Regions from separate parts of the Rattus norvegicus genome. Here regions 2 and 3 are each linked to region 1. The links are chromatin contacts, called in public HiChIP or PLAC-seq maps. All regions are on one chromosome and are shown on one strand. The core of a region is the stretch at or near the end of the contact, and the rest is flanking DNA. Distances in the headings are between cores, read along the strand shown. Region 1 holds the start of Heatr6 (HEAT repeat containing 6). Region 2 holds the start of Synrg (synergin, gamma). Region 3 holds the start of Ddx52 (DExD-box helicase 52).

Region 1 (3,062 bases), core at 404-2,903:
CAGAGAGAGAGAGAGAGAGAGAGAGAGAGAGAGAACACTATCTACAAATTACACCATCTACAGATGTTTAATGAATAAAAAGGGACCAAGCATCTATTATGTGTCAGGCAGTAGGCTAAGCCTTTTGACTCCAAGGTGAAACAAACATTTCCCTGAACCACAGAGGTTTTACAATCTCAAGAGGGAGGCAGGAAGATAACAAAGAAAATTTGAAGAACGAATAGAGCTTTGCCAGACAGACAAGTAATCAAAAAACAAGGGGACGGGATGTATTGTGGGAAGCCTTGGAGATGTGAAAAGTCCTCAGGTGCTTGAACCTGACCAAGGCAGCAAGTTCCAAGTGACTGAACCCAAGAGGAGAAACAAGAGAGAAGACTGAAAAGGCACACATGTTGTTGTGCAAACTATCAAAGTATATAAATGAAAAGTTCTCTTAATTTCACTTAGTTCCACTCTGCTACCTTATATGTGGTGAGCAGTTCTGGATTCCCCTCTCCCCCCTTATAGCCTTGAGCCCCATATTTGTCTCTTACTGTACGGATCATCCATTTGCTTCTGCTATTTGCCAATATCCATTGAAAATCTCTGATTCGTTTACACTTGTATGGATTGTTTTGGTTTTTTAACCCAAACAGTAGACTCTGGCAAAGACTAGTCTGCAAAGGGGCTCGAGTGGAGGAAGACTGGTGAGAGACCAGGGGAATAGTCCAGGAAAAAACTGTTTTGCCTAACCCGAAAACACAGCCAAAGAGAATAGAGAAGAGCAAGTGAACTGAGAGACATGTTTGAGACAGACTCTGAAGAATTTTAATTCAACAGGCTCCGGGATAAAGAAAAGAAGCAGTGTGCACGTCTTGTGTATATCTGGGGTGGGGTAGGGTAGAATGAACTGGGGATTAGAAGCGTGGGAGACAATGTATTTATCTTTGCGAGCTATCAAGTTTGAGATCCTCCTGGGTAGGACTGGCTCGAGGACTCTGGGAATTAGCGATCTGATGTGTATGAATGAGATCACTCTGACAGCAGAGGTAGAGGCAAATGGGAACTAGTGCAGAAACAAAGCAGAAAATACAGGTCTTATGGCAAATTTAGGCTCCAATCTAGCTCTGCCATTTGCCAAAACCGTGACGCTGGATCTTTGTGAGCTTCAGTGTGTTCATCAGCGAAATCGACTAAGACTATCCTCGTTCCGACATTCCTGGAATCGCTCACCAGAGATGGCAGCTGAGGGCTTTAGAGCAGAAGCCTTTGAAAGATGCTGGCTTACGAGCTTTCAGATGGAGGGCAGAGAATACGGCACGGACCGAGGGAGAGAGCCAGCCTGGAACTAAGTCATCCGGGACGCGGGTGAGACCCGGAGGAGCCGGTGGGAGGAACCAGCCGTTGTCCCGGCAGGGTGAAGCGCGCTGCCTACCTCCGGGGCCACGCCGCCGCCCTCACAGTAGTTCTCGGAGATGAGCTGGTCGAAGAGCAGGTGGATCTCCATGCGGGACACAGTGCTGTCATCCGGCTGCAGCGCGCGAAGCCTGGCAGACAAGCGGCGGAACCCATTGTTCTGCTCCAGGGACAGCTCCCGCGGGGCCTCTCGCGGCTGCTCACAAGGAAGAGAGGCGGCGACCTGCACCGCCGCCATTTTTCCTACGTGAATAGCTTGGGAAATACTTCCGGGGCACCGCTTGGGGCAGGGCCTCGCGTGCTCTAGTTCCGGAAAGCCTTTATTTGCGCTACAGGTTGCAGGCGGTGCTGTGATTCGGATAGGGAAAAAGTGGCAGAAATAAGGCCTGGAAATTTGCCACCCAACTGTCCTTACCCTCTCAGAAAGTTTGCTCCCAGGCAGGGCTGACATTGCGAGAGTTTCAGATTCTGGCTGGAGTTGGCGAGCACACTTGTAGATGACAGTGGCAGAAAAGTTAGCTATGTGACTTCCTTCTACTCTTGATGTTCTGATAGGACATCTTATCGGAGTCCTTGATTTCCCCCTATCCCCAGGCACAACATACCCCCATCCAGAGAGATAATCGGGTTGCTACAGCAATGGTTTTCCTTGCTTAAAACCTAGAGTATTGGGCTGGGGATTTAGCTCAGTGGTAGAGCGCTTACCTAGGAAGCGCAAGGCCCTGGGTTCGGTCCCCAGCTCCAAAAAAAAAAAAAAAAAAAAAAAAAAACGTTAAAAACCTAGAGTATTTGAAGCAATGCTTAAGATATGTTCAAATATTGCACTGAGCTAGAAGGATATAGAGCTTGGTTCTTACCACCATAAAGAGACGGTGTGAACTGTCTGGGCTTAATGACATATATGACCCACATAAGTATTCAAGACTGACTGGCCTTTGTATTATGTGTACTGATGTATTATGAATACTGACGCTAAGCTGTGAGTTTCCAGTCTCGGGGTAGGAGGTGGGTGTGTAGGGGCACCTACCATGTTACTCTGGTCAATTCAGGAAGTCTTCAGAGGTCTCCCTGGGAACTCTGTATATTTTTTCTCCTTCAGTTGGTGATGACCACAGAATAGGTATGTTCATTTTCTTGGTGGACACATATTGCCACCCACAAGGATATATGCCATCAGAACTTAACATATTGGCATTAGTAGCTTTTCCACGATTAGGATTAGGATTAGAGAAACAGTTTAAAGGAAGGAGGATTTATTATTATTATTATTGTTGTTGTTGTTGTTGTTGTTATTACAATTATTATTAAATTTTCTGGTGCACAATTTTAGGGGGTTTAAGGCTATGCTTGGCTGGATCTCCTGATTTGCTCTGGAGTAAAGCAGAATTATCACGACAACAGGAGTGTTTGGTTGGGGTTTCTCACCTAAAGAAACCAGGAAGCAGCAAGAAACAAGTCAGGCCCAGGATAAAATACCCCAGCAAGATATACCTACCTCCTCCAGCAAGTCCCCTCCTTCCTAAACAGTGCCATCAGCTATGGACCAGAGACATGTCATATTCAAACCATAAGAATCTCTAACCAAATAACTCAAGTAGTGTGCAGACTTTTACATTAATGCTTTATTAAAAGAAACACCGCCTTGTCCCTCCCCATGTGTTCCTTGG
Region 2 (3,062 bases), core at 312-2,811, 210 kb before region 1:
GTATCTAATAAATGTAACACACCAAATACCCTGCAAAGAACCATTGTACCACTTTGTCTCCTGTATATTTGGTACCTGTTGGGAGTGCACACGTTATTGTCCTTGTTCTTTTCCCTAACACAGGATCTCAAGGTCTTCGAATTCCCCATCTTCCTGCCTCCATCTCCTCAGAGCTGGATTGCAGGCATGCACCAGCGCAGCTGATTAGACCAGTGACATTAAAATACTATAAACGAAACTGAGACATGCACTTCATTTTTCTATACCCTGGGTTCTTCCCCCCCCCCTTTTTTTTTATAAAGAAAAAATTTGCACCTAAAACATAAAATTCTTTGAAATTTTCTAGGACTAGTCCCACTATTAATCATACATTTGATATAGATTAATGCCATTTAGGAATGCCATTTTAGAAACTGTCATCATGTGTTATATATTCTGCAGGCAAAAGTGATTTCTAATGACCACTAAGAGGAGGAAGTAAAACATTTTAAGTTTAAAGTCAAAGACTGTAGAGGAAGCAGAAAACCGGCCACACACAGTTACTTTATTCAAGTGGCTGCTTTTTTTCTTCCGTGAATGAGTGAGTGAGTGAGTGTGTGTGTATATCAATCACATATGCACCTGTAAGAGGTGGTAACTTTAAAATCTTTTACACATTTGGAGTGTTAAGTGACTCCAAAATTAAACTATACATGAAAAAACCTGAAACTTTGCTTTCCAAAGATAACTTAGGATATTTAAAAATGTAAAGCTAATTTTATCTCGGAATGTGTGTGCTGTATGTTAACTAATTAAATACAAACTGAGTCATGATAGAAATGGGTGTAGACTTTCTGGAATCAAACATTTCGTTAAATGAAAATGAACTTAAGTTACAATGCCCCTTTACCATTCTGGATATAGGAGGCTCAGGCTAAAAATGATCTGAAATGTAACAAAGAGCAAGCAGACTTTTATTTTTAAAAGACAATAAAGTCTGGAAGCTTTTGTTTTAACAAGAGCATAACTACTCTTGGTCAGTGAATTTTCTTTGTTTCAAAATGACAGACAAATTTTAAGAGTTTTTATCTAGACGAGCTCTATCTCAAGACAATGACTAATTCAAAGGTCTTCAGATTTTTCCCATTTGTAAGTGAAGAAAAGAAAAGGACTTGACAGGGCGCTCCATGAGAAGAAAGACAATACTCTACACTCCTAAAACGGTTCCTCCGGCTTTGTCACAGCCTTCGCTCCAACACCATCTCGAGCCCAGCAAGCCTGGAAGGGACTCGCGAGTGCTCGAGGCCCCGCGGCAGGTGCGGCGGAGCCTGCACCCGAGCGCGCTCCCCGCGAGTCCCCAGGACGCTCGCGCTTCGCAACCGTCGCCCCTGCGCCCGGCCCCACCTGCCCATCCCGACGACCCACCAGCCCACTCCGCCGGTCCCGCGCCCCGCCCCGCCGACCCACCTGCCTGCCCCGCCGGGCCCTGTGCCCGCCCCCGCCGCGCCGCTGGCTCCGGCTCCCGGCCGCAGCGCCATCTTGCTCGGGGCCGCCACCGCGCCAGCAGCTGTCAGCCGAAGACAGGCACTTCCGGGGCAGACACCACCCCACCAAGTCCCGGCCGACGACGGGGCGGGGCTGCGCGCCCACGTGACTCACAGCCCTCGGGCACGAGCGGCGCAGCCCCGCCGCATGCTGCAGGAGTCATATCACTGCGGCTGGTGTAGTTACTTTGCAAATGTGGATCTTCATTAGTGCACACAGTAGGTCCTGATTAACCGGATGATGGAACACAGGTGCTCTTCTGCTGTTCCTTTACACAACTGGCGGATCCTAGACGGCCTTTATAGCTTTTTCCCTCGGCACTCTTGACTCTCTTCAGCATCCATCACAGGCACTGACAGTATTTTTTTTACTTAAGCCAACCAAAAGCACACATGAACTCAATACACACGAAGAGGATATCCTTCAAGATGCACTACTTTTGTGTCGTGAGACGCAACAAGCATAATTATACTGAGCCCACACAGGGTATTTTTCCTTTGACACCTCCACCCCTAATCAAGCTACCTGGAAGTAAAATGTGTTGAAAGTAAAGTTTGTCAAGCTCTGATAATGGATTTATCACAACCAGTCCCTGCCACTTCTTGCTTTACAGCTTTCGCTAAGAGACAATTATAACAGGTTATTAGTTTACTAGACCAGTCAGTTTTATGTGCATTTAGATCTCTGGTGTCCCTATGAGTTAGTACTGCTATTTTTGAAATGAGAAAAATCAATCTTTAAAGAAGTTCTTGTCATATGCTCAGATCTTGCAGCTGCAGTGTGTCCAGGCCAGTGTTGTCCCCAGAGTCCTTGGTCCTTTAACTAGGACCATACCCATTATTTGTAGATTTTTTTCTTGTTGTTTGGTCTTGTTTACTATTTCACTCTTCCTCTTCCCTGGTCAAAGCTAACATTTATGTAGGAGAGTCCTTACTGATATAGGAGTTTAAATCCATTACTGACCCTTTGACAAAACAAGCTGATACAAGTTTTGTAGCTACTTCATGGATTGGGTAGTTGCTCAGGAAAGAATGAAGAGAAAACAATGAAGTAGGGATTGTTAAAGTGATCTGTTAGCATCTCTATCTGCACCCTTCCAAGGACAGTTCCCATCGGAGTTCCATTCCGGCTCAGATGCTTTGAGATCACGGTCTCACACCACACAAATGTTTCTCTACTTCATCACTGCCATTAATTTCGAGAGTGGTGCTGTTAGTGGTGCCGTTCTAAAAGAAAAATAAACTAAATGCTTGTTGAAGGAATATCTGTTGTGAGTTTACAAAGCTTCAGACACAAAGATAGGAGGTACTTTTAGTCTTAAAACACAGGAAAAAAGCTGAAGGTCTAAAATGAAAGCATGCAGTTGACAAAAGTTTCAAATGTATACCTACTTCAGGATACACACGGACTCAGTTGTCTGCAAGAATAGGTTTTGCTCTCTGGAGCAATTTATTTAAATGAAGCCTGATTAAAAAAAAATCTTTGTCCCATCTATTCAAGACAGTCTTATGTTTGTACTCTCAGAAGTAAAGGGGCTG
Region 3 (3,062 bases), core at 267-2,766, 190 kb before region 1:
AAAAACCCAGTACAGGCAAAGGTGTGGGAAGTCAGTCTGCGGTATCTACTCTAAGGAAGTGGTGCCTATCTTTTCACAGAGCACTCCCACTTTGGATTATTATTCTCCAAAGGCAATGCATAACTAGCATTACAGCAGCAATCAACAGCCAGTACCTGGGTATAATCCAAGGAATGGGTATGTGTTGTATCAGCTCATACTGTTTTGTAACTGGAAAAAAAATGAGCAGAAAGCCAACACTAACCTGCAGTCATCTTCTTTCTCTTTTTCTTCTTCGGCTCCTTACTCCTTTCCAGCAGGCCCCCTTCTGTTGTCTCCTCATTTTGGAGCTCCTGCTGTGTTTGTAATCCTCCACACTCATCTGAGACAGATTTCTTGTTTCCGAAGAAGTCTAGTCCCTTCACGGTCTCTGAAGAATCAGAACCGAATTTTCTTTTTCCTACCTAAAACCCCAAAAGTTTTAAATGAAATTTACTGCCAGAACTGTTTCCATTCACCCATGACTAGCAATATGGAGGTCTCAAGTTCAGTAATTCACCCTTTTCACCCTTTTAAACAAGAATCTGTTGAGCCAAGTAGTGTGTTCAGGCAAATGGAATCGAAACAAACAAAAACCCTCTCTGGCCTCCTACCAGTAACAACGACAGCAATGAATACTTATACATTTACTAGGATGTTTATTAGGTTTAAATTACTTCATTCTCACACCAACCCTACAAGGTAAATAGCAGTGAGACAGAAGAAAAAAAAATCCAGATATCAGGAAGTAACATATCGAAGATCTTAGAAATATTCACTAGCAGACACAGCATTTGGTTCCAGAAAACCCTGCTCCAGTGTTCAAATGTAACCACAACACCTCAGTCAGGACGAAGAAATACAGACATCACCTTCCATAAAGGCTGTTCTTTTACAGTAAGGTTATGTTTAAAATGTTTCACAAGTGAGCCCCAACTGACTTCCTTCATGCTCACTACATCTCTAAGAAATCCCCTTATTTCACCATCACTCTTCTCGTTGTTTTCTTAAAATGCCGTTGGTTGGAGTGATGGGGGAAAAAACTGTCCACTACAGTACAGTTTATCTGCATATTAAGTCAAACCTGGGTAGGCTACGGTGAAAAAGTGCTTTCTTAGTTTCTAAGGGGCCTCGGAAAGGATTCCAACTTTGTGAGTAAAGTAAGAAGCCGGGAAACAAAAGTATCTGTGCCAGGCTCAACTGAGTCTACCAGAGCTCAGCAAACAATCATTCAGAAGTCTGGGGTAAATCTTAGGTCAAGCTGAATCCCAAAGGAGGGAAATGCTCCAGGTGGTCGGAGCCGGGCTTCGGGGCATCCAGCGTGCCGGCTGCCCGGCTGGCACCGGTCTCATTCTCCAGATCCCGCCCCTTCTCGGTCACTCGGCTCCCTGCGTACAGAAAGTACCTGGAATCGAGTAGCGTCTGCTGAGAACCGCTTCACGTCGAACTTGGCGCCGGCTCCGAGCCGGCGAAACAGATCGTAGGAATCCATCTTTACCCAGAAGCCCCCACAGCCTCACAGCGCCTGCGTTTACGACTTTCTCTCTCTGCGACTCCTTCCGGACAGGCAGTGGGCGGAAGTAGCTCCAGGAGGCGGAGCCTGGCCATGACTGGCATGGAACGTTGGAGGGGTTATTCTAGACTTTTAGTGATAGTTTGATGAGCAACACGCCAAGATTCTGCACATTAGGTTACAGTTTAGCAAGGACAGAGATACTATTAACCAGTTACTGTAACTGAGGAAAACGGGAAGTGCTGTGAAACAAATTAAAAGGTGTGATGGACAGAGAAGGGGGTCGAAGCTACTTTAGTTAGATTGCTTAAGTTCAATCAAATGTTTGAACTGAGAAGGGGCCACTTTCCCAAGACGTAGAAACAGCATTCCAGATAAGAGGAAACCCATCTGAAGAATGGAAAGGGTCTGAAACTTTGTTAGAACAGAAACCAGGATCTGAGTTTCTCTCCAGTGCCACAGAAAGAAGGAAAGACAGGGTGTTTTGTGTGTGTGTGTGGGGGGGGGATGGGGGGGTGTCACGGGATGGAAAGAAGGAGGGAGGGACGAAGGAAGAAATGAAGAAAGAAAGTCAGAGTGGCTGTAGCTAACAGGGGCAAACAAACCAGATCTCAAAACTATAACAAGGGCATGATGAAATATTTAGATTTTTTTTTTTCCGGAGCTGAGGACCGAACCCGGGGCTTTGCGCTTGAGTATTTAGATTTTAATGTAAACGTGCTACAAAAACAAAATCTGTGGAAGGGGCAGCTATCTTAGTTTATCTCATTTGATTTTTAGATTCATTTTCATTGTGTTTGAATTACTCAACTTTTTTATTTTTGTATTAACCTTTCTTCTGAAATGTAAGTCCAGGAATATGAAGATCTATTTTTGCTTTACTATTGGATCCCTGGTTCTGTTTTCTTTCAACAAATGTTTGATGAATGAATGTGTGAAAGTATCATACATGTTTATTTGGAGTTATTTGGAAAAGGGACATAGAACAGATAAGAGTGGAAATGGAGACTAAAGAAGAAACGATGTTGCCTTTGGGTTGATATCTGTAGAAGTGTGGATTGATTTGGGATATAGTTTGGAGGTAGAGATTAATGTAGTCGATGGAGTTTGTGTGGGCTGAGGAAATAGTTCTAAAGAAAACTAAATACTATGGTTTGGACTGGGTTGATGGCATGCCATTTTCTGAACTAAGAATAAAGGAAGCACATCCTTTTGGTGAGAATGAGACCTAAACCAATGGAATTGTTATGTTTGTAGACATGAAGATCACTAGTTGATTAAGTGAAGACATCCAATTTGGTATTTGGACCCAAGAGTCTGAAGCTCAGGACAGAGACTGGAGAAACAAAACTGGGAGACATCAACATATAAATAATACAGTGCATAGACTCTAACATCTTATGTTTCTATCATTTGTGTAGATATATGATATAGAAAGGAGAGGGGGAAAGTCAGTTCTAATGAGACTTTCTTACTCCAGTAGAGCAGATACGGAGTGAGCGTATGACACCATGAATCCCTTCCCTAATTC

The links. HiChIP or PLAC-seq counts read pairs in DNA pulled down with a chosen protein or histone mark.
Region 2: a contact with region 1 is called in an H3K27ac HiChIP or PLAC-seq map of oligodendrocytes, with 3 times the contacts expected there. The contact joins the promoter of Synrg here to the promoter of Heatr6 in region 1. A contact is called at or near these places in 1 of 12 Hi-C or Micro-C datasets (hepatocytes) and 1 of 1 datasets of contacts at active chromatin or transcription factors (oligodendrocytes).
Region 3: an H3K27ac HiChIP or PLAC-seq map of oligodendrocytes shows a contact between it and region 1, with 7 times the contacts expected there. The contact joins the promoter of Ddx52 here to the promoter of Heatr6 in region 1. A contact is called at or near these places in 1 of 12 Hi-C or Micro-C datasets (hepatocytes) and 1 of 1 datasets of contacts at active chromatin or transcription factors (oligodendrocytes).

Annotation. Positions count from the first base shown.
Region 1 is chr10:69,131,139-69,134,200 of GRCr8, reverse strand. It overlaps Heatr6 (HEAT repeat containing 6), which reads right to left and starts at 1,653. Exons shown (of 20, transcript NM_001079897.2): 1 at 1,415-1,653. The coding sequence starts at 1,633. It overlaps Wfdc21 (WAP four-disulfide core domain 21), which reads right to left. Exons shown (of 3, transcript NM_001003706.3): 3 at 2,996-3,062.
Region 2 is chr10:69,345,612-69,348,673 of GRCr8, reverse strand. Synrg (synergin, gamma) reads right to left here and starts at 1,561. Exons shown (of 23, transcript NM_053419.2): 1 at 1,447-1,561. The coding sequence starts at 1,517. LOC134480841 (a long non-coding RNA gene) reads left to right here. Exons shown (of 2, transcript XR_010055717.1): 2 at 124-238.
Region 3 is chr10:69,320,580-69,323,641 of GRCr8, reverse strand. Ddx52 (DExD-box helicase 52) reads right to left here and starts at 1,516. Exons shown (of 15, transcript NM_053525.1): 1 at 1,424-1,516; 2 at 245-443. The coding sequence starts at 1,510.